Regions from separate parts of the Mus musculus genome. Here all the other regions are linked to region 4. Evidence: chromatin contacts called from public HiCAR-type, HiChIP or PLAC-seq and promoter capture Hi-C data. All regions are on one chromosome and are shown on one strand. Each heading gives the region's core, a stretch centred on a gene start, on an enhancer-like site or on the middle of the called end of the contact. The rest is flanking DNA. Distances are from core to core; before and after follow the strand shown. Region 1 holds the start of Gtf3c2 (general transcription factor IIIC, polypeptide 2, beta). Region 2 holds the start of Ucn (urocortin). Region 3 holds the start of Khk (ketohexokinase). Region 4 holds the start of Fam53a (family with sequence similarity 53, member A). Region 5 holds the start of Slc5a6 (solute carrier family 5 (sodium-dependent vitamin transporter), member 6). Region 6 holds the start of Agbl5 (ATP/GTP binding protein-like 5). Region 7 holds the start of Ppm1g (protein phosphatase 1G (formerly 2C), magnesium-dependent, gamma isoform).

Evidence for each region. Promoter capture Hi-C pulls out the DNA fragments that hold promoters and counts their contacts. HiCAR-type assays count read pairs that join an accessible place to other places. HiChIP or PLAC-seq counts read pairs in DNA pulled down with a chosen protein or histone mark. Capture Hi-C pulls out chosen DNA fragments and counts their contacts.
Region 1: a contact with region 4 is called in an H3K4me3 HiChIP or PLAC-seq map of pro-B cells, with 8 times the contacts expected there. The contact joins the promoter of Gtf3c2 here to the promoter of Fam53a in region 4. A contact is called at or near these places in 2 of 39 promoter capture datasets (hippocampal neurons and pre-B cells) and 2 of 115 datasets of contacts at active chromatin or transcription factors (astrocytes and pro-B cells).
Region 2: a contact with region 4 is called in a promoter capture Hi-C map of liver, with 5 times the contacts expected there. The contact joins the promoter of Ucn here to the promoter of Fam53a in region 4. A contact is called at or near these places in 1 of 39 promoter capture datasets (liver) and 1 of 115 datasets of contacts at active chromatin or transcription factors (astrocytes).
Region 3: a promoter capture Hi-C map of adipose tissue shows a contact between it and region 4, with 4 times the contacts expected there. The contact joins the promoter of Khk here to the promoter of Fam53a in region 4.
Region 5: a contact with region 4 is called in an H3K27ac HiChIP or PLAC-seq map of embryonic stem cells, with 6 times the contacts expected there. The contact joins the promoter of Slc5a6 here to the promoter of Fam53a in region 4. A contact is called at or near these places in 7 of 39 promoter capture datasets (the C10 cell line, embryonic stem cells, hematopoietic stem and progenitor cells and 3 more), 3 of 115 datasets of contacts at active chromatin or transcription factors (astrocytes, embryonic stem cells and large pre-B cells) and 2 of 9 other capture datasets (adipose tissue and liver).
Region 6: a promoter capture Hi-C map of adipose tissue shows a contact between it and region 4, with 4 times the contacts expected there. The contact joins the promoter of Agbl5 here to the promoter of Fam53a in region 4. A contact is called at or near these places in 2 of 39 promoter capture datasets (erythroid cells and pre-B cells) and 3 of 9 other capture datasets (adipose tissue, liver and pancreatic islet).
Region 7: a contact with region 4 is called in a HiCAR-type map of astrocytes, with 4 times the contacts expected there. The contact joins the promoter of Ppm1g here to the promoter of Fam53a in region 4. A contact is called at or near these places in 1 of 39 promoter capture datasets (cranial neural crest) and 1 of 115 datasets of contacts at active chromatin or transcription factors (astrocytes).

What each region holds. Positions count from the first base shown.
Region 1 is chr5:31,178,578-31,181,845 of GRCm38.p6, forward strand. Gtf3c2 (general transcription factor IIIC, polypeptide 2, beta) reads right to left here and starts at 1,567. Exons shown (of 19, transcript NM_027901.2): 1 at 1,307-1,567.
Region 2 is chr5:31,137,303-31,140,316 of GRCm38.p6, forward strand. It overlaps Ucn (urocortin), which reads right to left and starts at 1,593. Exons shown (of 2, transcript NM_021290.2): 1 at 1,495-1,593; 2 at 687-1,231. The coding sequence starts at 1,218. The coding sequence ends at 850. Trim54 (tripartite motif-containing 54) reads left to right here. Exons shown (of 9, transcript NM_021447.2): 9 at 175-324. The coding sequence ends at 191. It overlaps Gm15469 (a long non-coding RNA gene), which reads right to left and starts at 135. Exons shown (of 2, transcript XR_003955738.1): 1 at 1-135.
Region 3 is chr5:30,919,644-30,922,854 of GRCm38.p6, forward strand. Khk (ketohexokinase) reads left to right here and starts at 1,916. Exons shown (of 9, transcript NM_001310524.1): 1 at 1,916-2,364. The coding sequence starts at 2,273. Emilin1 (elastin microfibril interfacer 1) reads left to right here. Exons shown (of 8, transcript NM_133918.2): 6 at 288-305; 7 at 437-574; 8 at 972-1,632. The coding sequence ends at 1,309.
Region 4 is chr5:33,627,799-33,630,976 of GRCm38.p6, forward strand. It overlaps Fam53a (family with sequence similarity 53, member A), which reads right to left and starts at 1,837. Exons shown (of 6, transcript NM_178390.3): 1 at 1,539-1,837; 2 at 1,055-1,179. It also overlaps Gm9903.
Region 5 is chr5:31,046,518-31,049,356 of GRCm38.p6, forward strand. Slc5a6 (solute carrier family 5 (sodium-dependent vitamin transporter), member 6) reads right to left here and starts at 1,562. Exons shown (of 18, transcript NM_001360022.1): 1 at 1,449-1,562; 2 at 1,113-1,282. It overlaps Atraid (all-trans retinoic acid induced differentiation factor), which reads left to right and starts at 2,123. Exons shown (of 7, transcript NM_027855.4): 1 at 2,123-2,239. The coding sequence starts at 2,156.
Region 6 is chr5:30,886,952-30,890,221 of GRCm38.p6, forward strand. It overlaps Agbl5 (ATP/GTP binding protein-like 5), which reads left to right and starts at 1,983. Exons shown (of 16, transcript NM_001374737.1): 1 at 1,983-2,573; 2 at 3,169-3,270. The coding sequence starts at 3,215. Gm35795 (a long non-coding RNA gene) reads right to left here and starts at 2,004. Exons shown (of 2, transcript XR_376844.2): 1 at 1,896-2,004; 2 at 1-1,043. n-TYgta9 (a tRNA gene) reads left to right here and starts at 1,132; the gene lies at 1,132-1,220. n-TAagc15 (a tRNA gene) reads left to right here and starts at 1,564; the gene lies at 1,564-1,636.
Region 7 is chr5:31,218,811-31,221,925 of GRCm38.p6, forward strand. It overlaps Ppm1g (protein phosphatase 1G (formerly 2C), magnesium-dependent, gamma isoform), which reads right to left and starts at 1,735. Exons shown (of 10, transcript NM_008014.3): 1 at 1,493-1,735. The coding sequence starts at 1,612.

The sequences.
Region 1 (3,268 bases), core at 317-2,816, 2.4 Mb before region 4:
AAAAATCCTTTTAAAAATTCACTTCTGAGGGAGGGTGTGGGGGACTTTTGGGATAGCATTGGAAATGTAATTGAGGAAAATACGTAATAAAAAAAATACAAAAAAAAAAAAGAAAAAATTCACTTCTAGTAAAAGGCAGTGGCAGTGAATGGTAGAATTCCTATTTAGGATCTGACAATACAAATTTTAAACAGTAAAGGAAGAAATGTTCAGTAAATTCTAACTAGGATTTTTATATCCCATACTGTCTGATTTCCTTGCTGCTTCAGGTTGCTAACCTGACTACTTTGGCAAAAGAAAAACAATTAGATAATACTTCATCTTAAACACGGACTCACTTCACATACACTGTTTAATACACTGGTTCCCAAAGTATTCCTATCATGCAACTGGTGATTTATCAGATAATTTTACTGGTCCAAAAACAAACATATTATTTGTACAAAAACCTGCAACTCACGTTTTCAGTTGATACTGCTAGAAACTAAAGAGTGTAAATCTGAATAGAACAACTTAAAACTATTAGGAAAAATGGCACTGCAGTTGATAGCGGTAAGCGGTAAAAGGTAACGTAAGCAAAGGTTAATTTGAATTTATGTAACAATCAATGTACCTCCAAGGGCAAAAAGACCTGGTTATGTCCTAAACCTGCCCAGAAAAGTGAATTACCTCCTGTGGGGGTGAAGTCGCCATCTCTGTCTTGTCCAAAAGACGGCAAACTTGCCGCGGGATAAAAGGACCAGTATAAGGAAACATAACTGGCCCTTGGCTGCGCCAATGGGGTTGCAGCGCGCGGGGCACAACCCCCGGGGTTAGAGCCACTTGGAGGAAAAGGCTGAGACACAGTAAGAGGGAATGAGCACAAGAGGACTGACTGCAATCAGACAGAGACACCACCACCTGCCATTCCCCAATCCTGGCCGTGGGGGCAGCTTTCGAGCCCCAGGCGAGCCCTGATTTCCCTAAGCCTTAAGATAACTGCAGGTTCACCCAAGTCCGAAGGCCCAACGTAACGAGTTCAACGTAAGCAGTGCAGAAACCTGAGTCCAGTTTACCGCGCTACATACACCGAATTGGGGAAGAAGGTAAGACCGGCTGGCAGAGATGGGGGATGCTCAGTGGCCCCAGTGGGGACGGAGGAGAGAGCTCGACGGTTCTCGGGAGAAGCGCAAAGGCTAGGAGGCGCGCTGTCTTGCGCGGGAGTAAGACGGGAATCGGGAATCGGTTCCCATTGCCTTAGCGCTACGGCAAAAGAATGGGAGGAGTAATTTTGGGTCCCCCGCACACCCCGTTGCGGTACACTCACCCGCGCCAAAGTCCTTCCGGAAGTCCAAGTTCGAAGATGGCGCCGCCTGTCGGGTCGCGGTTTTATGACGAAATCTTGATCGGCTCTTCCTTGCCCCGCCCCCGAGACAAGGTAAACGCAAGCTTGGTCTGGAACGCGTTTCCTGCCGAGCTTTCTTTTAAACTCTGTGTTCCATAATGCAGCGCGGCGCGGCACTGAGCCCTCCGACGCCCGCGAGCTGGAGCGTGGCTTCCGCGGCCCTAGGACACTGCAGGGCCTTCTGGGAATTTCAGCGACCGGAAGGGGAGGTCGGCGCCTGCGCGGCACCGCAGCTCCACCAGCAGCCTTGTGGAAAAGCATTGAAGAGGAAAGTGTCGCGCTTCTGCTGTCGCCGAGCGTTCCGACCTGCCTTTCCACCCAGGTTGCTGGCTTTGTGGAGAAAAGAGCCTGACCACACCTGATTCTTAACTACAGTCCCGAGCTTCGACGGACTAGGAGACAATCCCTCGCCCCCAGAGATCTCCTGATTTTCTGCTGCCAGTGAATGAGCCAAGACAGGAAGAAAATAAAGAGGAGGGCTTGGAAAGAGGCCAAGGGAAGAAAAGAGCGGGGGGAGCCTAGCCTGGGTGGGTAGGCTGCGCTTTTAAAGAGAGCATCAACCCAGGCCTCACGCCACTCCCTCACTGGGAAGTGGCCTCCGAGCAACAAGGTTTTCAGCCTTTTAAAACCATGTAGCTTTCACAGATCTGCCTTTACCCAGGAGGAGGGCGAATTAAAATGAACCGGAAGAGGTGAAATATGGCAGCTTTCCCCTTTCTAAATAGTCTTGTTCAATTATTCCCTTGGTTAAATCTTTACAAAGAGTAATGGTGCACGCTTATAATCCCAGCACTCCGGAGATGGAGTCAGGAGGATTAGCAGTTCAACGTGATCCATGACTACTTGGAAATTGGAAATCAGCCTGTACTATATTAGACCATGTCTCAGAAAAATGAGAAAGGGAGAAAACAATGGGGCACGTCAACTCCCAGACTAGGTACTCAAGGCTGAAGCAGGAAGATCTCTTGAGCTCAGGAATTCAGGTTCTACCAGGGTAATCCTGTATCCTACCAATTAAAAAAGGAAAAAGGGATTTAGCCAAAATCTGAAAGGAAAGAAAGAGAACACCCAGTTCTCCGACATCCTCTTATGCTCAAATGACAGCATTTTGAATGGCTGTCTTCCTCTTTTAGATAATAGCTCCTAAACATTTTATAGGGAGTAACAGATTTAGTGCTTTGATGAACAACATCTCTTAAAATCCTGCCTCTGGTTAAGTTCTCTTTGGTTTTATCACACAAAAAAATTTTTTTAAAATAACTTTGATTTTGGAAAAAGATTCTCAAAGTTTAAGATACAACAAGTGAAAGCTCTTTTCTTTCTTTTTTAAGATTTATTATTATATCTAAGTACACTGTAGCTGACTTCAGACTCACCAGAATCATTACGGATGGTTGTGAGCCACCACGTGGTTGCTGGGAATTGATCTCAGGACCTTCAGAAGAGCAGTCAGTGCTCTTAAATGCTGAGCCATCTCTCCAGCCTGAAGGCTCTTTTTTAAGCTTAACTAACCCTGCACGCAGTTGATCTGTTTCTCATTGTTGGTCCAGCGTATGTATTTATACTGAAATTCCCTTTTATGGAATACCATAGTTGGTCTGGAGCGCATCACGGCTCCGCATCAGCCTAAGTGCTCTCATTACAAGCACAAACCTCCATGTCTATCAATTCTTGTGTGCGTGTGAGAGAGAAACTATGCTCACATTCATGTGGGTGCTTTTCGAGGCCAGAAGAGGATGTTAGGTCACTTGGTGCTGGAAGCCATCTAACATGGGTCCTGGGAAACTGGTCCTCTAAAAGAGAAGCACACACCCTTAACCACTGAGATCTCTCTTCCACCCCTGTCTGACTGGGGTTTTTTTTGTTGTTGTTTTTGTTTTCTTT
Region 2 (3,014 bases), core at 343-2,842, 2.5 Mb before region 4:
CTCAAAGCGCACCGCCTAGCGCTCTGAAAAGTGCACGTTTCCCCACGGCTTTGGGGGAGCCTGCAAGGTACCGTGTAATAGAACCCCCGCTGCCTGGGAGAGCGAGCTGTCGGGAGTGCCTTGTTCGTTTGGAGCACCCGCTCACCGGGCGGTTAATTCCCCCCCCCCCCCCAGGCTCAGGCCTGCACTGACCCGACTCTGATCCAGAGCGCACACCCGAAGCGGGAGCCAAGGGATGCTGAGGATCTGCGCAGAGACCACCGCGCCACCAAGCTCGGCTTCCCGCCCCCGGGAAGGTTCTCAATAAAGGACTCAAGTGTCCCACGTCCTCGGCTCCTTTTGCTGTCCACTCCTAGGCTCAGCTATAGAAGCAACCTCGCCATCGCTCTACCCTTTCTCAACCCCAGACCATCTGAAGGGGCGGAGGCGAAATAGTCCCTCGTGGCCATTCCCTTTACACTAGAGGTTGCCTCCTAAGCCGGAGACCCTGAAAGGGTATCAGACCTCCGAGTTCCGGGATCTGGCGGGTTGGGGGAAGGGCTCCCAGGAATTTAATAGGCTTCCTCTCCCATCTCATTTAGCATGCTTGTCTCTCCTACCGGCCTGGAGAGCTCCACTTTCCCAAAAGTTCTTACCCTAACTGTAGTTGCCGGTGCCCTCTCACCACTATGACAGAAGATAGAGGCTAAGCTCTTGGGCAGTTTTATTAAAAAATAACCACTCAGAGTATTCAGGGTGACTCTGGGCGGCGCTGCACCGCGGGACTGAGACAGCTCCGGTTGTGCGCGTTCCAGCCCCGGGGTAGGTAAGGGAAAGGGTCAAGGCTTTCGTGACCCCATACGGGGCCGATCACTTGCCCACCGAATCGAATATGATGCGGTTCTGCTCTGCGCGCTCGCGCTGGCTCTGTGTCCGAGCTAGCTCCAGCAGGGTCCGCAGCAGGTGGAAGGTGAGGTCGATGGACAGTGGAGGGTCGTCCCGTCGCTGCCGCTCGCCCGCAGGCTCAGATCCTGCGCGGCGCGGGAAGCGCTCCGCTAACAGCAAGAGGAGCGCGCGGACGCCGCCGCCCTGATTCCGCACTCCAGGGCTCCATCGCAGATTCGGATCCTGGACCCCAGTTGCCGCCGCAGCCGCTGGGCTCCACTGGCTGCTCTCCGGGCGAAGCTGTGCCAAGAGCAGCAACGCCACCAGGAGCGTAGCGCGTCCCCTCTGTATCATGGTGCCGCCTGCCCTGGACACACAGGGGCAGCATAGGGTGAGGTGCACTTGGAGCAGCCGCAGGTAACACGAGCCCCTTGGCGCGCACGCCCAGTGCCCCTGCCGAGACCCTCCAGCTGTTGCCTGGTGTCCACATCCTGCCCACCAGCCCTAGGCGCTGTGCCAGTCCAGTTCCACCCCTCTCTCCCTCCTTCCCTCCCGGCAGGTCACAGTGGGTGGGCTGAGTGCAGAGTCTTGGTGGTAAGGGAGTCTGGATCGTTGCTTCAAGCCACTCACAGGTTATCGGAGTGTCTGCCCAGTGCAAGATGGAGCTCCACTCTGTCCCCGGGGACGGGCTGAAGACGCCTTGGGGAGCACGGGGTCTGTCCCGGGACCGCCGCCAGCCTTATATAGCACCAGGACAGCTCCGACTGACGTCAGCGAAGAACATGAACTGATTGTAGAAACAATGACACCGGCAGCTTTGAGTCCAGCAGCTTCGAGCCCCCAGAGGGGTGCGTATCCTGACTTTGTGTCCCTGGAGCTATCTTTGGAAGCACCCTGGCTGTAGAGGGAGAAGCTGGCAGAGCCATAAAGATAGATCTTCCGGATGCAGAGTCCTTCCCCGACACAGAACCACCAATGTCTCCAGAGCAGGAATAGTCAGGGGTTGTTTCTCTTCTCAAGTAGAGAGGGAGGACTGTGGAGCTGTCCGTGGTTCCGAACTTCTTCACAGCCACAATCTGGACAGAAGTTCTGGGGAGAAGCCTGGGCTGCTTAGACACGGTCCCTAGGCCGGCTACTGGGTCCTCAAATTGAGATCAGAAATGCTCTGCTGGCAGGGGCTCAGACAACACAGTCCCACCCAAAGGCTCTCCAATACAGTGGGTCTGACCCATTCTACTGACCATTGTACAGCAGTACAAACTAAAATCTACAGGTGTCAGAATGGCATAAAAGGGTGTTTGGCTTTCAGAACTTAACGTACCTCCTGAGTTTGGCAAAGTCAGCTTTTTCCTAGGAAACACAGAAACAGTACTATTATACCTTTTTACCTTCTAGGTCAGGAGCTGGGGTGGTGCTGGTGCACTCCTTTAATCATAGCACCCAGGAGACAGAGGCAGGCAGATCTCTGAGTTTGAGGCCAGACTGGTCTACTGAGCTGGTTCCAAGACTACACAAAGAAACCCAGTTTTGAACACACACACACACACACACACACACACACACACACACACACACACACACAAACACACACACGAAAACGAAGAAATCACTAGGTAGAAGTGAGAAAACTTTGGCCCAAGTTCCTCCTCTGCCACCAGCTTGTGTAGTCAGGTCCCTCACTTCTGAAACCATTGGCGTCTGTCTTTGTAAATGAACAGCCTCTGCTTCTTTCCAGTTACAGACAGGTCTGTGCTCTTCTGAAGGGTCTTATTCATAGCCACTGCAGATCCCAGATAATAATGTATCTATTTCTGTGCCTATAAAGTCCCTGACAGGGTCTCGAAAGGCACTAGGACCTAGAAAAGTTAAGCGTGATAGCCACTCTAGTCTAGGGATGTTGCTTAGTTGTTAGAGCACGTGACTAGCATCCACAATGCTGAGTTCAAGTCTCAACTCTAGACAGGAAGTTGTATCTATACAGAGTGGGGACGTGTGCTAGCTATTGGGACATAGGTGTAAAGTTGGCAAGGTCATATTATTCTACAAATATCTGTGAGGAATATACTATGTGGTGGGAATGTAGACAGTCATGCTGCATAGCAACCTTTTAGTCAGTGATGGCAACACACAATGGTGGCTTCAGATAATCA
Region 3 (3,211 bases), core at 666-3,165, 2.7 Mb before region 4:
GTCTGAAGTCAGCTACAGTGTACTTGTATACATGAAGAAAACAAGAAAAAGAAAGTGGTCATTTGGCTCCTGGGCACTGTGGTCTCCCTGCCGTATTGCAGTTCATGTAGCGTATGAGGAGCTCCTGGCTGAGGCTGTGGTCTAGCATCTGCCCAGACTGGAGCCCACTTACGCTTTTCTTGGCATCACATTCCACACCTAACACCCAGAGCAGTGCAAGAGAGCAGATGTTGGGTGAGGGCATGGTGAGAGATGTCCTATTCACTGTGGTCCCTTTCTTCCAACAGGTCCTCAAGGGGAGCAGGGTAAGTCGTTAGACTCTGGAAGGGGCCAGGAGCTTGGGCCTGGAAGACTATAGTCCTCAGGCAGCCTGGGCAGCAGGGATGGGGACTGGAGTTTATTTATGAGCATCCATGCTAACACTATCTCTATTCAGGAGCGGAGGGAGCACCAGCAGCCCCTGTGCCTAGGGTAGCATTTTCAGCTGCCCTGAGTTTGCCACGGTCAGAACCTGGCACAGTCCCCTTCGACAGAGTCTTGCTCAATGATGGAGGCTACTATGACCCAGAGACAGGTAACTAAAAGGCCGACGGGTGGCCTAGTGAGGTAACGGGTGAAGCTGAGCAGTACTAATGCCTCCTTCACACCTCTGCAGACAAGTACAGCTTTTCACTTGTAATTACAAAGACCTCTATTCTTTCCATGCACTCACACCACAGTTAGGCAAAGAGAGAGTGGGGGAGGGGAGGAGACATCCACACCACACGGATCTTTACTGGGACAGACTCCAGCACACACTCTGCAGCAACTGCTGGAGATGCAGCAGGGGATTCCTACAGTGTACAGTTAGTGGAATAGCAGGGAAAGGACGGGTGGGCCACTCCACAGCCAGGAGTGCTGTACCCACTCTCCGAGAGACCTTCCTTGTCCCAGCCAGCGTCTCCCCTCCTGACTGTCATCCTTGTCTCCAGGTGTATTCACTGCACCACTGGCTGGACGCTATTTGCTGAGCGCTGTACTTACTGGGCACCGGCATGAGAAAGTGGAAGCAGTATTGTCACGCTCCAACCTGGGCGTGGCCCGCATAGACTCGGGAGGCTATGAACCCGAGGGACTGGAGAATAAGCCTGTGGCCGAAAGTCAGCCCAGCCCAGGCGCTCTGGGCGTCTTCAGCCTCATTCTGCCACTGCAGGTCGGAGACACTGTCTGCATCGACCTGGTCATGGGGCAGCTGGCACACTCCGAGGAGCCGCTCACCATCTTCAGCGGAGCCCTGCTCTACGAGGACACAGAGCTTGAACAGGTGTAGACAGGGTGGACCCGACCACCAAACTTATCTACAGGGGCCGCAGAGCCACCTGGATGGTGGCTACCCACCAAGGCAAGGGCAAGTCTGGCGACCACGTCCCGCTGCGGTTCAGGCATCCAAATCGGTCACTCCGTACGTTGTGACTGCGTGGTCTATGGGACCGAGGCATCTCCTCTTGACCTTTGGCCTCATTGCCGTCCCCACCAGAGCCCTCTCCGGGACCCAAGCTGCGGAAGAGGAACCTACCCTCCAGGGCTCTCCCCAGTCCACACCACCGTACTAAACTATTCAGGAATAAAGACACTTTTTTTTTTTCTACAAAACATAGCTATTCTGCTCTAGTACATGTTTGGGGGTAGTTAAGGGACAGGACAGGAGGAAACAGAGTTCTACGGAGGGAACCTAGGCTGGTGATCTTTGGGTGTGCTCCCTACTAAGGGCACCTGCGGACTCAGGGTCACGGCCACCGGTCCCCACAGCGGCCGCTAGGGGGCGCTAGGCCAGAACCACTGCGAAGGCTGGCAGCGTTCCCCGTCACGTGACACCGTTAATCTGGCGCGGGGGGGGGGGGCGGGGCCTCGGCCGGGTGGGCCACCTTGGCGGGGCGAGGGAGAGAACGCTTGCTTCTGTGCTCCGCCTGCGAAGGCGAAGTTTCTGTTGCCAGACTGTGCTAGTCCGGGTGGTCCAGGGTCTGCAGCAGGCGCAGAGGGATCGGAAAGGCGATGCATTACTAGTGCGCTTTCGCTTTGACAGCTGAGGCGGAAAAGTGAGAGGGCCTGCCATTGGCCGGGCTAGGTAACCCACCCTTGCAAAGCAGAAAGCTCCCTGCGGGAGGAGTTCTGCACGCAGAGGAGGAGCCAAGGTAGCCAGTGAGAAGTTGGGACACGGTCCTCCAGTAGATAAGAGGCAGAGCCCAGCAGGAACCCCCTCTGCTTGCGGGTAGGAAGCTTGGGGAGCAGCCTCATGGAAGAGAAGCAGATCCTGTGCGTGGGGCTGGTGGTGCTGGACATCATCAATGTGGTGGACAAATACCCAGAGGAAGACACGGATCGCAGGTAGGGGCGCCCAAGCCCCTCGGAGATCCCAGGGCCGCTGTGGTCCTGTCTTTTTGCGTGTCACTGCTAATCGGCTGCTAAACCAGGGATAGCCCTCTGTCTCCATGTGGTGAGGCCTGAGTTCAGCTTGGCGTTCTCTGTCCCGGGTCCCTAAGGGGTACTCTGTGAGAATGAAGACATGAGACTGGAGACCTTTAAAACCAAGACCCAGGGGGTGTGTTGTTTTGTTTTCGGAGTCTTGCTTTGTAGCCCAAGCTGGCCTAAACTCCTTTAGCCTCCAGAATTAACAAGAGTGCAAACGTATGCCTGAATCAAAACCCAGGCTTTCACTAGTGTGTTGTTGGCTGTTTACCATTTCAATCTGCCGATCATCAAAATCCTCAGTTTACAGAGAGGGCTGTAATGATTTTTTTCCCTCCTGAGCCCTCACACACCTGATAAGGTGCCAGACAAATTTTCCTCACCCCAAACCCCCAGGTCTCCCAACTCCTAGCCTATGCACTTCTAATTTACCGCTTACAGCTAAAATAAAACACCAGGTCGCTAGCAGTGAGTGGTATGTGATGTTAAACTACTCACATTTAAAAGCCTGGCCCTGGCGTTTGAGCCTTGCCTAGCTCAAGGACTGGCCGGCAGTGTAAGCAAAGCTGGAGGCTCTCTGGGTCAGACAGGGAGAAACTTGGCTCCTGAGCCACAGCAGGCTTTCTCCTGGAGCTAAGTGCCAAGAGGGGTCTTTACAAAGGTGGGTAAACATCTTAGTGGATGTTCTCAGAACATTCTCAATTGTCTGGTAGAAGTTAAAGTGTCCTTTGATGGCTCTTATCTTTGCTCTTGATAAAGGCCACTC
Region 4 (3,178 bases), core at 587-3,086:
GTTTGGGCTACAGGGTTAGCTCACTGGTTAAGAGCACTGGCTACTCTTGCGGAGGACTGTATTAGATCCCTCGGAACTACATGATGGCTCATAAACTCCTGTAACTCCAGTCCTATGGGACCACCACTCTCTTCCCTCCTCCAAGGACACCAAGCATGCACGTGATGAAGACACACAATCAGGCAAAACAGTCACCCACACCCATGAAACAAGTGTTTTAATTTAAAAAGGAAAAAAAAAAAAAGGATTGTTCAGCATCTTCTGTCTCAAGAGTAGCAACTAAAATTCTCTCTTTTACGGTTGCCAAATCCAACCTAGGGGAAGATCTGAAAGGCCATGTGACTTGGTATGGCTCCAGTCCAAGCCACAAGCTCACACACCAGAGGAAAAAGTTCCAGAACCAAGATCTAAGCTCCAGGGACAGCAAGCAGAATCATTTATCAGGCCATGAGAAGGGACCGGGCTTGCTATGCTCACTAAACAAAGAGACGTAAAGAGGAGAACAGGTGCCAGAGGAGTCATCAGAAAGAACGACCAACCACTAACCAAAACAGCAAAGTCCATCTACTCTTCCTAATCAATTTCAATTTCCACCTTGGCGTAATATTCAGAATTTGGAAAAACTATCCTCGGTCCTACCTTGTTCTGAGATGCTGAACTTCCCTTCCAAGACCCACTTTCCTAAGATGACCAAATATGTATTTGAAGCAGCAGCATCAGTGAGCACAAGTCAAATTTCTTAATGTAAAAACTAAAGTACACCTTTCAAGTCAAACTAGTCCATCTTCAAAATTCTCAGAGCTGAAACATCATTATAAACTTAAGTAGTGGGGCTGGAGGGTTAGAATAAGCTTAGATTCATACTTAAAGATATATCTAATGATTAAATACCTTGAAGTGCAAAAAATTAAAGTGATTTTAATTTGGAGTGATAGATCACAGATCTGTAATTAAGACTAATGTACAAAGGCAATAGCATTCGGAGCGGTAAAATACATTGTGAACATCGCACATCCCATCCTCCACACAGGAAGTCTTAAAGGGACTTACACACCCTCAGTCTACGCAGGAAAGTGGCTTCGGAATAGACTTCCAAGTCACCTTCCACAGGTCGTTGGGGAGGATCTGCTCTTGGGATTCCCTTAAGGGACCATCATATCTCGTCAAACTTCCTGCTTCCTGAATACAAAATAACAATCACTGAGTCTCAACAACAGCGGGTTCACGGGCCCACGGACTCAGCATGGCGACAACAGGTCTCAAAGTCGACATGAAAAGTGATTCAACAAGTGGCAGCGCGCCCCAGGCGCAGCGGGCAGGCCTTACCGCCTGGCGTGCAGGAGCGCGCACAACAGAATGCTTGGGGCCTGGCCTAATTGGAGGGGTCCCCGGACTCGCCACGAGTTCGGGGAGCTGGGGCCCAGGGGACTCTAGGGAGCTGGGGCCCAGGGTTCTTTCAGATGCTGGGTCCCCGAGGACCTTAGGATGTCGGGGACACGGGACACGAGGACAGTGCTGGGCCCGGGGCGCGCGGGGACCTTAAGGTGCTGAGACGCCGGCTGGCCCTAGAGGGTGTTCCGCGCGCTGTGCCGATGCACCCGGCTCTCGACGTGCGGCTGCGCGGCGCCGGCCGACGTACGGAGACTCCGGGATCGCAGCGCAAGGACACGGCGTTGCGGTGGCTGGAGCTCTTAGCGATGAGCAGGCGAACGACGGCGCAGAGCACTCTCCGCGAGGCGAGTGAGCACCGAGCTCCGTAGCTGGGGCAGGGCGCCGGCCGCGCAGGCCGCGCTCCGCGCATGGGGACGGTGAGCCTCAGTCACCGCGGAACAAAACCGCAGCCGACGCCCCGCCCCCTCCGGACGCCCTCATTGGTCGCCGCGCCGCTACCACCGCCCCGAGCCGTCAGCCGTCCGCTCGCGCACCCGCCCGCGGAAGCCGCCGCAAGCAATCAACCCTCAGCCGCACCGCTAGGCGGGCGACGTCACTGCCCGGCGTGTTGTGGGTGTGGCCTCGTGACGCCCCGCCCCCGTTTCCTCTCACTTCCCTCCTACGGGTACCGTGCGCCGCTGCTGGCCCCGCCCCCCTGTGCGAGCTGGCCCGCGCCGGGTGTGACGTTAACCTTCGGGTGTCCGCGGGGCATCGAAGGCCGGTAGTGGTACCTATAGGCTCCCGGATTCCAAAGTCCGATGTGACCACCTTCATCTCCCTGCCTTTTTTCTTTTTCTTTCTTTCTTTTATAGCAAAATCTCAGTATGAAGCTCGGACTGTAGACAAGGATGGCTTCGAACTCCTAGAGATCCTTCTGCCTCTGTCTTCCGAGCCCTGGAATTAAAGACAGGCGCCACCAATGCCCAGCTTCTCCTGTCCTTTGCTGGTAATGTGCCTTTGGGCAGGACCCTTCCCTTTGGGAGTCTCATTTCTGGACCTACCGTGTGACTGGAAGGCACTTTTGTGCATTGGGTACCGGTGCTGTGAAGGAAAGCTGCTCTGCAGGTGGGTGTGACTGGGGTGGAGCACTTCTCAGGGTGCTAGAGGCCAGGCGCAGCAAAATGAAACCGCCTGCCGACTTGGCTAGGAATAGGCTGCAATTTCACAAGCCTGTAATCCCTAGACAACCTTGTTCCCAAACAACAAAAAGTAATTTTAAAAAATGTTGCAGGGTTAGGTACAGCTACTTGATGTAGAAAATGGAATAGTTCTCATCTGGAATAAGACCTAAAAAGGAAGACATTAGAAAGCCACTGGGTATTCCTGGGGCACACCAGAAGTCTGGGCCCTGGCCACCACGTTATGGGTCTGGTAAATCCAGTTCTGTACAGGCTCAGAGGCCCAGCCAAGGGAGGCCAAGATCAACTAGAATGAGTGCCCTCACCTGCTGCATCACCTGCGACAGACCTTTCATTTCCTCCTCCAGGTTTCTTGAGGACAGGGGACTTGCGACCTGGATCACAGCAGGCAGGAGCCAGATAAGGACTGAGACATCTGGCAGGCACCTGTGCCTAAGAGGAACTCTGCCCAGAACAGTCCTCAACCACACTCTCCCTGGGCAGATCTGGACCAATGGTGGCCTTCTCAAATCACCACGGTCACCTTGTGTTTCCCAAGCCCTGCAGCTGATTAAGTTACATACGCCACACAGCTCAGCTGTATTTGAGTAATTCCTAAAGGCTTTCAG
Region 5 (2,839 bases), core at 312-2,811, 2.6 Mb before region 4:
CATGTTCTACCGTCTCTGGGTCAAGGATTCTAAGGGGCTCTGGTTTACCTAAAGGGGCCCCAGGCCTTGATATTTTGCAACACCTTGAGTTTTCTTTCTCTTTGGCAAGCTGTCACTGCTATGGGAAGATGAGGAGGATAGACAAGGAGGGTGACACACACCTTTAATCCTTCTGGAGGCGGACGGAGAGGAATCTCTAGAGTTCAAGGCCTACCTTGTCTACAAAGTGAATACCAGGACAGCCATATCTGTAGAAATACGGTCTTGAAAAAACAAAACAAGCCGGGCATGGTGGCACACGCCTTTAATCCCAGCACTTGGGAGGCAGAGGAAGGCGAATTTCTGAGTTCGAGGCCAGCCTGGTCTACAGAGTGAGTTCCAGGACAGCCAGGGCTACACGGAGAAACCCTGTCTCAAAAACAAAAACAAAACAAAAAATAAAGAAAAAACCCTTCTAGACCAATCCTAGCACACAGGGGGCAGACAGGTGGATCTCTATGAGTTCCAGGCCAACCAAAGCTACACGGTCTCAAAATAAAACACCAAGTGGTCGGGTAGTACCGATTTGGTTCCTCTGCTTCTAGAGTTTCCTGATTAATTATCTGCGTTGAGAAACCACGAAGCCTCTGGGATAGAGGAAGAAGAGGTAAGCAGACAGGAAAACGCCAAGCCAGCAGTAACACAACTTTCATACGATCCAATTCTAGGAAAAGAACAGTGGCTTTCTACAAACTCCACTGATTCACAACAGTGGACATGTCTTTTAAAAAGGTCTCACATTGCATGGGACTTATCTGCAATGAAAGGTATTGAGGTTTGTGGGTTCATTTCTTTCAGTACTGGGGACAAGACTTAACTAGGAATGCCAGAGCTAAGTCCTCACCCTCTTCCCCCTTTGAAATATAAGGGAACACCTGCAGGGCCAACTGTCACCAATATCTAGGGCTTAATATTCCTCAAGATCTGAATGGCCTTTCTCATTAAAACAAGATATCCCACCAGCTAAATGTATTGATAAATGCAAATTCAGGATTTCCAGGCAGATACCTGGAGCCTGTGGAATGGAAGCATTGGCAGGCTAATTGAGATGAGCTCTAATTGTCTCTAGTTACCTTTTGAGGAGTCGTCACCCAGAGCAATAGCTGTCCCCTTAGGTGTGATGGGTCTCTCCCAGCGCCCTTCCAGTCAGACCTGCTGCTGTTCTGCTTGCCTTGCGTCGGTGGTTCGGCCAGGGCTACCAAAGTTCCTACGTTCTTTCCGAAACCAGCATTGGTTTTTCCCCCTTGGCAAGGCAAAGAACATGAGTTAAGGAAGCGTCTTTCCCGCTTCGCGTCCTTGCCCGGGCTGCAGAACACTACGCAACATTAAGGTGAAGGGTTCCCAGGCTCGTGTTCTCTTGCCAGCGTTTGCCCTTCGCCCTCCGATCTTCACTCCTCCATCACCCTTACCCTCTCTCGGCTCAGCTTTCCCCTTCTCTCCGCACGTGGCGAACCCACGACTTTGCACTAGTATTTAAGACCTTCCCCAAAGCCCACACCGAGAGGCTCACCCCGCCCCGCCCCTTCCAGTCCCGCCTCCAGGCGACTGAACTCAGTCTCTCCGGCCCTGCCCAATCCCCGCCTCGCCCGGCCCATCCTACACCCGCCCTGCCCACCTTTGAGATCTCCACATGAGGGCAGCTGGCCCGCAGGCCAGCCCGGCCCGGCTCGGCTCGGCTCGCACCTCCTGACTTGGTGACAGCGGGACAGCAGGACCCCGCCCCCTACCCCCGCCCTCCCGGGTCCCAGCGCCGCCATGTTTACTAAGGGCGGATGGAGCTGCCCGGGCGTCCGCACCGGGCTGAGGGTCATGCAGTAGCTCAAGGCAACTAAGCGCTAACTGGACAGGCCTGCGCTCCAGGAAGAATGGAGAGATGGTGGGTCTGTCCACCGCGAGCAAGCGCAGGACAGGAGCTCAGAATTCCGCGAGCAGCCCGAACCTGCGGGCAAATTACGCCTCGGGCTCCACGGCTCGTGCCCCGGGCGGACCAGGCCACGCCCCAGAGTGACAGGATTTGGAAGCTAAGCCTCGCCTCAAGGCTGGCGCGTGACACGCTGGGGGCGGAGCCTCGCGCTCGGTTCTCGCGAGCTGTCAAGACGGTGGAAAGCAGTGGGAAATGGCGTCTCGGGAGTCAGGCGGCTCTCGGGCGGCCGCCCTGCTCCTGGTTCTGGGCGTGGAGAGGGCCCTGGCTCTACCTGAGGTACAGAAGAAAGTTTGAGATCTGGCTGAAGAAGGTTGCTGGCCGTCAGCCCGGAATCCAGCTCGCCCGCCGGTGTCTGTCCCTTTGGCCAGTCGGAAGCTCAGATTTTTGTCCCTGAAGCTTCCCCGGGCCCTGTGCCTGCGGGGATGGTGTTGTCCAGTACTCACGTAGTGCAGGCCACTAGCACCTTCGCCCTGCCCACATTCAGAGTCCTTTGAAATTTGATCTCCTTGCTTTTGAATAATTTTAAATAGTGCTTCCCAGACGAGTCCCAGGGTTCTTCTGCCAGCTCTCCTTGCACGAATGCTGTGCGTGGTGCAATGGCACGACTATCTATCTATCTATCTATCTATCTATCTATCTATCTATCTATCTATCTATCTATCTATCTATCTATCTAAATATATAGTGATGCTTGAGTACGCTGTGTACCTGCAGCCCTTTAACACTTGCCAAACCATGCCTGTCAGGTGGAGAAGTCTCTGGAGAGGACACAGTATAGTCAAGTAATAATGCACAAACACGAGGATCTTCTCTCGTACAGTGCGCTGATTTGGTGCGGGGGTTTTAAGGGAAAAAAATGGGTTCTGTTTACAAAAG
Region 6 (3,270 bases), core at 733-3,232, 2.7 Mb before region 4:
TACTACAGGTCACTAAAACGCTCACTTGGACTTTCCCTGATCAGTGTAGGTGGAAGACCCCTTTGGGAATACTTGGTGCTGTAGACTTGAGAAACAAAGGGATAAGTATGTTATATGAACCTCAAATTTTAAAGGCTTCACAAAAATAAAACAAGGGAGAGACAGATAGTGGGGTAGGGGGTTGTAATGAGGAAAAGAAGGAGAGGAGGAGAAAGAGAGAAATATGAACTGCTTCAAATGCTAAGGGCATGCCTTGAGAACTATAGGCAGATGAGTTTTGGTCACGGTAGCAACACGCTCCCCCCCGCCCCCCCCATCAGAATGAAATCTAAGTAAGATTTCAAACCACCTCTCTACCTAGCTGGGTGTTTCAGAACTGCGACTGGGGGAGGGTTCCTGGACCCAACCACTCCGCCAGTCAGAGCAGACTGCACAGAGGACCTGGGCGTTGAGTTTGTTCCTTTGTTTAAAAAAATGGGTGAGCTTTCTGTGAGCCAATAGAGGGCTGGCCCTGTGAGGAAGAGCAACAAATACGTGAGCCAGATAAGGGGTCAACCCATCACGGCAGAGAAGACACTTGGTTGGCAGTGAAGCCCAGGTGGGGCGGAAACCTTTCCCAGACCTCGACCATAAAAGCGAGGTTATAAGCGACTAGGGCAGGACCTGGGACTGCACCCAGCCAGTGGGCTCGGAGAGTAGGAGTCCGGGCCGCCGCTGCATCCCAGCGTCCAGGGCATAGGGGTCCCTCGCTCCCGTGGCTCGGTCTTCCCTTCTGGCCTGGGTCTCGGTGAATGGACCCCGACACTTCAGCTGACGGAGCGAATGTCTTTCGCATCATCAGAACAACATGCTTTATATACTTTCATCACGCCGAAAACCAAAGGAAACCTGGAGCAGAAGCAGCATTCGTAGTCCCAAACACCGAAACTAATGTCTGCTTAGCGAGAGGAAGGCCGCCCCAGCTTTAGCCTCAATCCGGCTCACGGCGAGCTCCTGCCGCAGGGTGCGAGCCTGCAAGCCCGCCTTTCTTCTGGCCCGGGATCCTTTAGTTTACGCAGAAACACATTAGGGAAAAAAAAAAAATCTTGGTAAGCATTAGAGGGAAAACTGCAGCAGCCCGACGCAGCGGGGCCTTCGATAGCTCAGTTGGTAGAGCGGAGGACTGTAGTCAGTACAATATGGTAATCCTTAGGTCGCTGGTTCGATTCCGGCTCGAAGGACTTCGTGCACTACTTTTAGTTTACCTACACCCTAGGTCAATTGCTCCGTGGGGGAAACGCTTACTTGAGGATAGGCAGTGTATTTTCCTGGCTACGTTGAAAACCCCTTGAGTACATATAGCAGTTAAGTAGTCGAAGTACAACGTACCTTGTTCGCATATTAGGTGTTAAAGCTATAGTGACATGTACTTCAAGAAAAGTCCTTATTGCTTATGTATGTATTACATGGCTCTGTTTCAAAATCTTGCTGAGGGCTCCATCCTACTTTATATTGTGAACTACATTAGAAAACTGAGTCTCAGGAAACCTTGTAAAGGTTACAGGAAGGTACAGCACTACAGCTGGGGGATTAGCTCAAATGGTAGAGCGCTCGCTTAGCATGCGAGAGGTAGCGGGATCGATGCCCGCATCCTCCACTTCCTTTTACACACCATCAGGCTCATGATCTGTTGTGTCCACGTTTCGTTACACAGTAGAGCTAGGAGCACGGTAAACAAAGATCGGCTTCACATGCTATTTTCTTATTCACAGGTAAGTCTTTTCCTGTTTCCTGCTCACTGCTCTGTCTTTCCCGCCTCGGGGAGGCGGGCCGTTAACCGCCTACAGAGAAGACGCCTAGTGAGCCGCACACGGCGGTGGCCCGCGGAAGCCCCCAAACGGCCCCCTCACAGGTACCTGCCAACGTGCACGGAACCCTGCGTGGCGACCAATGGCAGTGCGCTTTACTGGGCGGGTAGCCAGCTGCAGCTGCGGCCAATAGGCAAGAGACTTCTTGTTTCCTGGCAGAGTGGGGTCCCGGCACCGCGGCTCTCTGGTTTTGTGTGGGTCCCGGGTGGAGGGCCCGGGTGCCGGGGCCCGAGGTGCCGCCTCGCTAGCGGGAGAGGGAGCGGGAGCAGCGGCCCGGAGAGAGGTGAGGGGCTTCGCGTGGACTGCGGCCCCGCCGGCAGGCCCCGCCCCCTTCTCAGCCCGCTCTGCCGGAGCCCCCGTCGAATGCCACCCCGCCCCCCGGCCTGCCGCGGCCGGCCCGCCGACCCCGCCTTTGGTTGACTCCCTCTGCTCCTGTGGCCTCACCTCTGACCCCTAGGACCCGCCTTCCTGTCCGCCAGTGTACCTGTCTCGACCCCTCCCACGCTTCCAAACCCCACCCTGCCCTGGACAAGCCAGGCAGCGCGAGGGTCCTCGCGAATCGAGGAGCTGCCTGCTGCTTCCAAGCGGGACTCTACTGGCCCAGCCTTCCTAGGGGTGCTTAGGACGCCCGTTACCCACACCTTCGAGGGTAGCTTTTGCACGGGCTCGTGTCTACAGGGCGGGAGGATGGAAACAGACCCTAATTGGAACTGAGGTTCAGGGCAGGTGAGCAAGTGGCTTTGGCCGGGCATAGGCTACGTTTTCATAATAGGCGTAGTAGAGGAAGGGGGTGGTAGCAACGCTCTTCAAGGTCTCCGAGAAACGAGTATAATTACAGTCGGTGCTTGTGAAGACAAAAGAGGTAAAGAAAGGAAGCTACCATTTACACTTAGAAACTTGGTTCTTCTTGCTCCGGGCTGTCCAGTACAAAGCCAATATAGGAAATTTTAATATGGCCTCTCCCTCATAGAGTCAGTGGCAACCACCCGACCTCGAGTCTCTGCCTCTTAGGTTGTTAAAAAGCTTGAGAATCTAGCGTTTTCCAACTCAACTAAGGAAGCTAGTGAGCATTCGATTGGGGAACGGTGGTGATGTAGTAAAATAGGGTGTTTTTAGGTCGCTCATACTCCTTGGGTGTCCAGGGACAGAGTTGTGCTTTCTCTTGATCTTACTGAAAGGCTACTTCCAGGTTTTCTATGAATAAGAGCGTTTTGCTTCATAGAGTAGAAAAGACATTTCTCATTTATCCAGACATACCAAACACATTGTTTCATTTTCTGCCCTTCCTCCCTATCCCAACTTTGATTTTTTTTCCCCCCAGCTCTCAGGGCCTGTGTGGGGCAAGAGGATGCTTTCCCAGCCCCACCATGGAGCTGCGCTGTGGGGGATTGCTGTTCAGTTCTCGCTTTGATTCAGGGAACCT
Region 7 (3,115 bases), core at 485-2,984, 2.4 Mb before region 4:
GAGAATCACACTCTGGTCCCCTGTAAGAACAGCAAGTTGCACTTAGCCACCCCCAAGGCTTTCCTTCTGAAGCTATACTATACCCAGGTATCTCTAACTTTACCCAGTCATTACTACAGCATGCCACTGAGAAATATGAAAGCTGTGCTTCATCTTGACACCTATATAAGAACAGCTCCTATTGTCTTGAACACCTTAATACAATTCTTTGTATCAAGGTACAAGTACCCTAATCTTTCTAGGCCTCAATTTCCAAGCCATTAAATGTGGGCACTGAGCCAAATGAATAGGACCCTCTCCTTGCTGAAATTATTTATCTAGATTCTGCTGGATCTAGATAATGCTAGAGCCATAATCAAAAGCTGGTGAAAATAGCTTTTGAGTCTGAGAACAAACCATTTAGGTTCACACTGTCATTCCAGAGCTAACCACAGGGAGGAGCGAGGGAATTTGAGAGAAAAAAAAAAAAAAAAAAAAAAAAAAAACACCAAGGGAAACTATTTGGCTGTTACCTGTAGCCCACCTACTAACTGGATAAACCCTCGATTCCAGACATAATTAGAACTTTTCACTAGTCCCTTAGACTTCACACAAAATTGCTCAAAGACACCTATTCCCTGTTCATTGTAGTTTCACATCCATTTGCTCAACACTGTCAATCCAAATGATTGCTTTCCCTTTCATCCAAAGTGGACTTTTCTTTTCTTTTTAAAAGTTATTCGTAGATGGTGACAAAAAAGGATTGATGACAAGACTGAAAATCGAGTATACTAAATTATATGCAGAGGAAAATGACAACTCAGTAAGTTTTAAAGAAATCGAGTAAGAAAAAAAATTACAAGCATATTTCAAAAAATAAAAAATAAAAGCAAGCCTAGTGACAGACACGATTCCTTTCCTAAAGATCATAAAAGATTTCGAAAAGAATACGAACGAGTGACAATTCTCGAAGGTCAAGCGGGGCTTCTGAAATTAACATGAGGTGTCTAAGGCTAAAAGCAACTGAGGGTTAAGAATGGAAAGCACATTATTACCCGGGCTCCTTTTCGCCATCAAGTTTGTAGCCCCAAGAGGCCTGCCACATTACATATTTCAAGAATAAAAACGAACCAGTCATTCACATCTATTCGACCAATAAGCGAACAAATAACGAGTCTTCCCTCTTCCCTCTGACAACCCCATGCCGCTGGAAAAGCTGGAGGGCTGGGCTGGCACCAGAGGATGGCGCGAAGGTACGGAGAGACGGCGGCCAGTAGGCGGAAGGTGCCTCTTCTCACATGGCAGGGCTCCCGCAGCCACTAGCCATCAGGCCGCGGTCCCCAAGCTCTAGCCGCTCCCTCTCCGCCCGGATCCCGCGCTCGCCGCCGCCTCCCGCACCGTGGCTGCAGGCTCTCGTCAGGGACCCCTGCTTGAGGAGAACCCCATCCCCCTCGCTCCCTTTCTCTGTCAGGTTCCTGCCATGCAGTGGCCAGCCGCTGGGGCCCTGTCTCACCTCCATGGAGACGCGCCAGCCTTGCATGGCGGAGAAGCCGTAGGGCAGCGGGAGCCGCGGGGCGCCAACCCCGTCCCCGGAGCACTTCACCGTGTTGGGCTGAGAGAGGTAGGCACCCATGGCGGCGGATGGCTGGCTACCTGAGGAACAGGTAAGCGGGACGCGACCCTTGCCGGCGCCGGAGCCGGGGCCCCTGGGGGCGCGCGTGGCAAGGAGCGGGCCCGGCTGCGCAGTCGACGCAAGGTGCCGGCGAAAGGCGCGAGGCCGGCTAGGAGGCGGTAACGGGACAGGAGCGGGGAGAGGGCGGAAGCGGAAACCGCGCTGCTCCAGGCCCCGCCCTACTGGCGCGGTGAGCCGCTGCGGGCGGTCATTTCCTTAGCAACTCGCCCCGCCCTCGGGGACAACGGCCCGCCCAACCGCCGCTCCCGCGAGACTGGTTGCCACGCCCACCAACGGCTGGGGCTGGAGGGAGCCATGGCGATGTGCGGCCATCTCCACGCTGACCGTGCTTTAGCACGGGGCTCTGGTCTCAGCAGTTTTTGCCTGAAGTCTCTATTGTGTGGGACCTGGGGCTTCCAGTTGCGTTCTGCGGTTTTGTCAGCCCTGTCCCTCCCTCTCTCCCTCCACGCCCTCAGATTCCGACAAACCCCGCCGGATTCGGTTCAATTAAAGTTGACTAGCGTTTGTACTGCGCTTCCGCGGTCTTTGGCCAGGCTCTGTGAGGCCTGTACTGACAAAGGAAAACGGAGACCTAGGTCTGTGGAAAAATTCGAATTAATACAGGGTAGAAACTGTTTGGTGCAGTGCTGGGTGAGGCGAGAGCAAAGAGGCGGGAACGAGCTGCTTATCGCCAATGTAGATTTAAGACCCTCGGAGAAGGTGCCTGAGGGTGGCGTTTAGCCACGGGAGAAGGGAATACGGATACAAGGCTGGAGGACTGAGGAAAGTGTAAACTACATTGGGCTGGCTTATTGAGGAAGCTGGCTGGCCTCTTTGTGGAGAGCGATTCTAAGTAGGAACAGATCTAGCGATGGATGGATGGCCTAGCATCAAGATGGGTAATGTGGTCGTCATTGTGGTGGTGCCTGTTTTGCGTTTGTTAGTCTAATTCTGTGTGCACTGGACACCAGAGGAAGAGTCTGGCGGGTACTGTAACTGGTTAGAATGCTCTTAATCTGAACGTGATGAACTAAGGACTGGGGTGCTGGCCACGGGTAGTTAGGGTTGGAGGGACAATCCAGCAGGTTCTTTTCATTATATGGATTATATATAACGGAAAGGAGTAATTTCCTGAAAGTAAAAGAAAATCAACTCATTGGAAAGAACTGGGGACTAGAGAGCTGGCTCAGAGGTTAAGAACACTGGTAGCTCTTCCACATTAGCGGGGTTCAATTCCAGCACCAACATGGCTGTCTATAACTCTGGTTCCAAGGAACCAGACGCCCTCTTCTGGCACTAGGCGTCCAAGTGGTGCACAGACATAATACATGCAGGCAAAACACACATGCATAAATTTTAAATAAATAACAAAAAACTAAGCCCAGCATTATAGCTCATTGCCAGTAATTCCAGCACTTAAGAGGCTGAGGCAAGATCACAAATCCCAGGTTTCAGGACAACTTG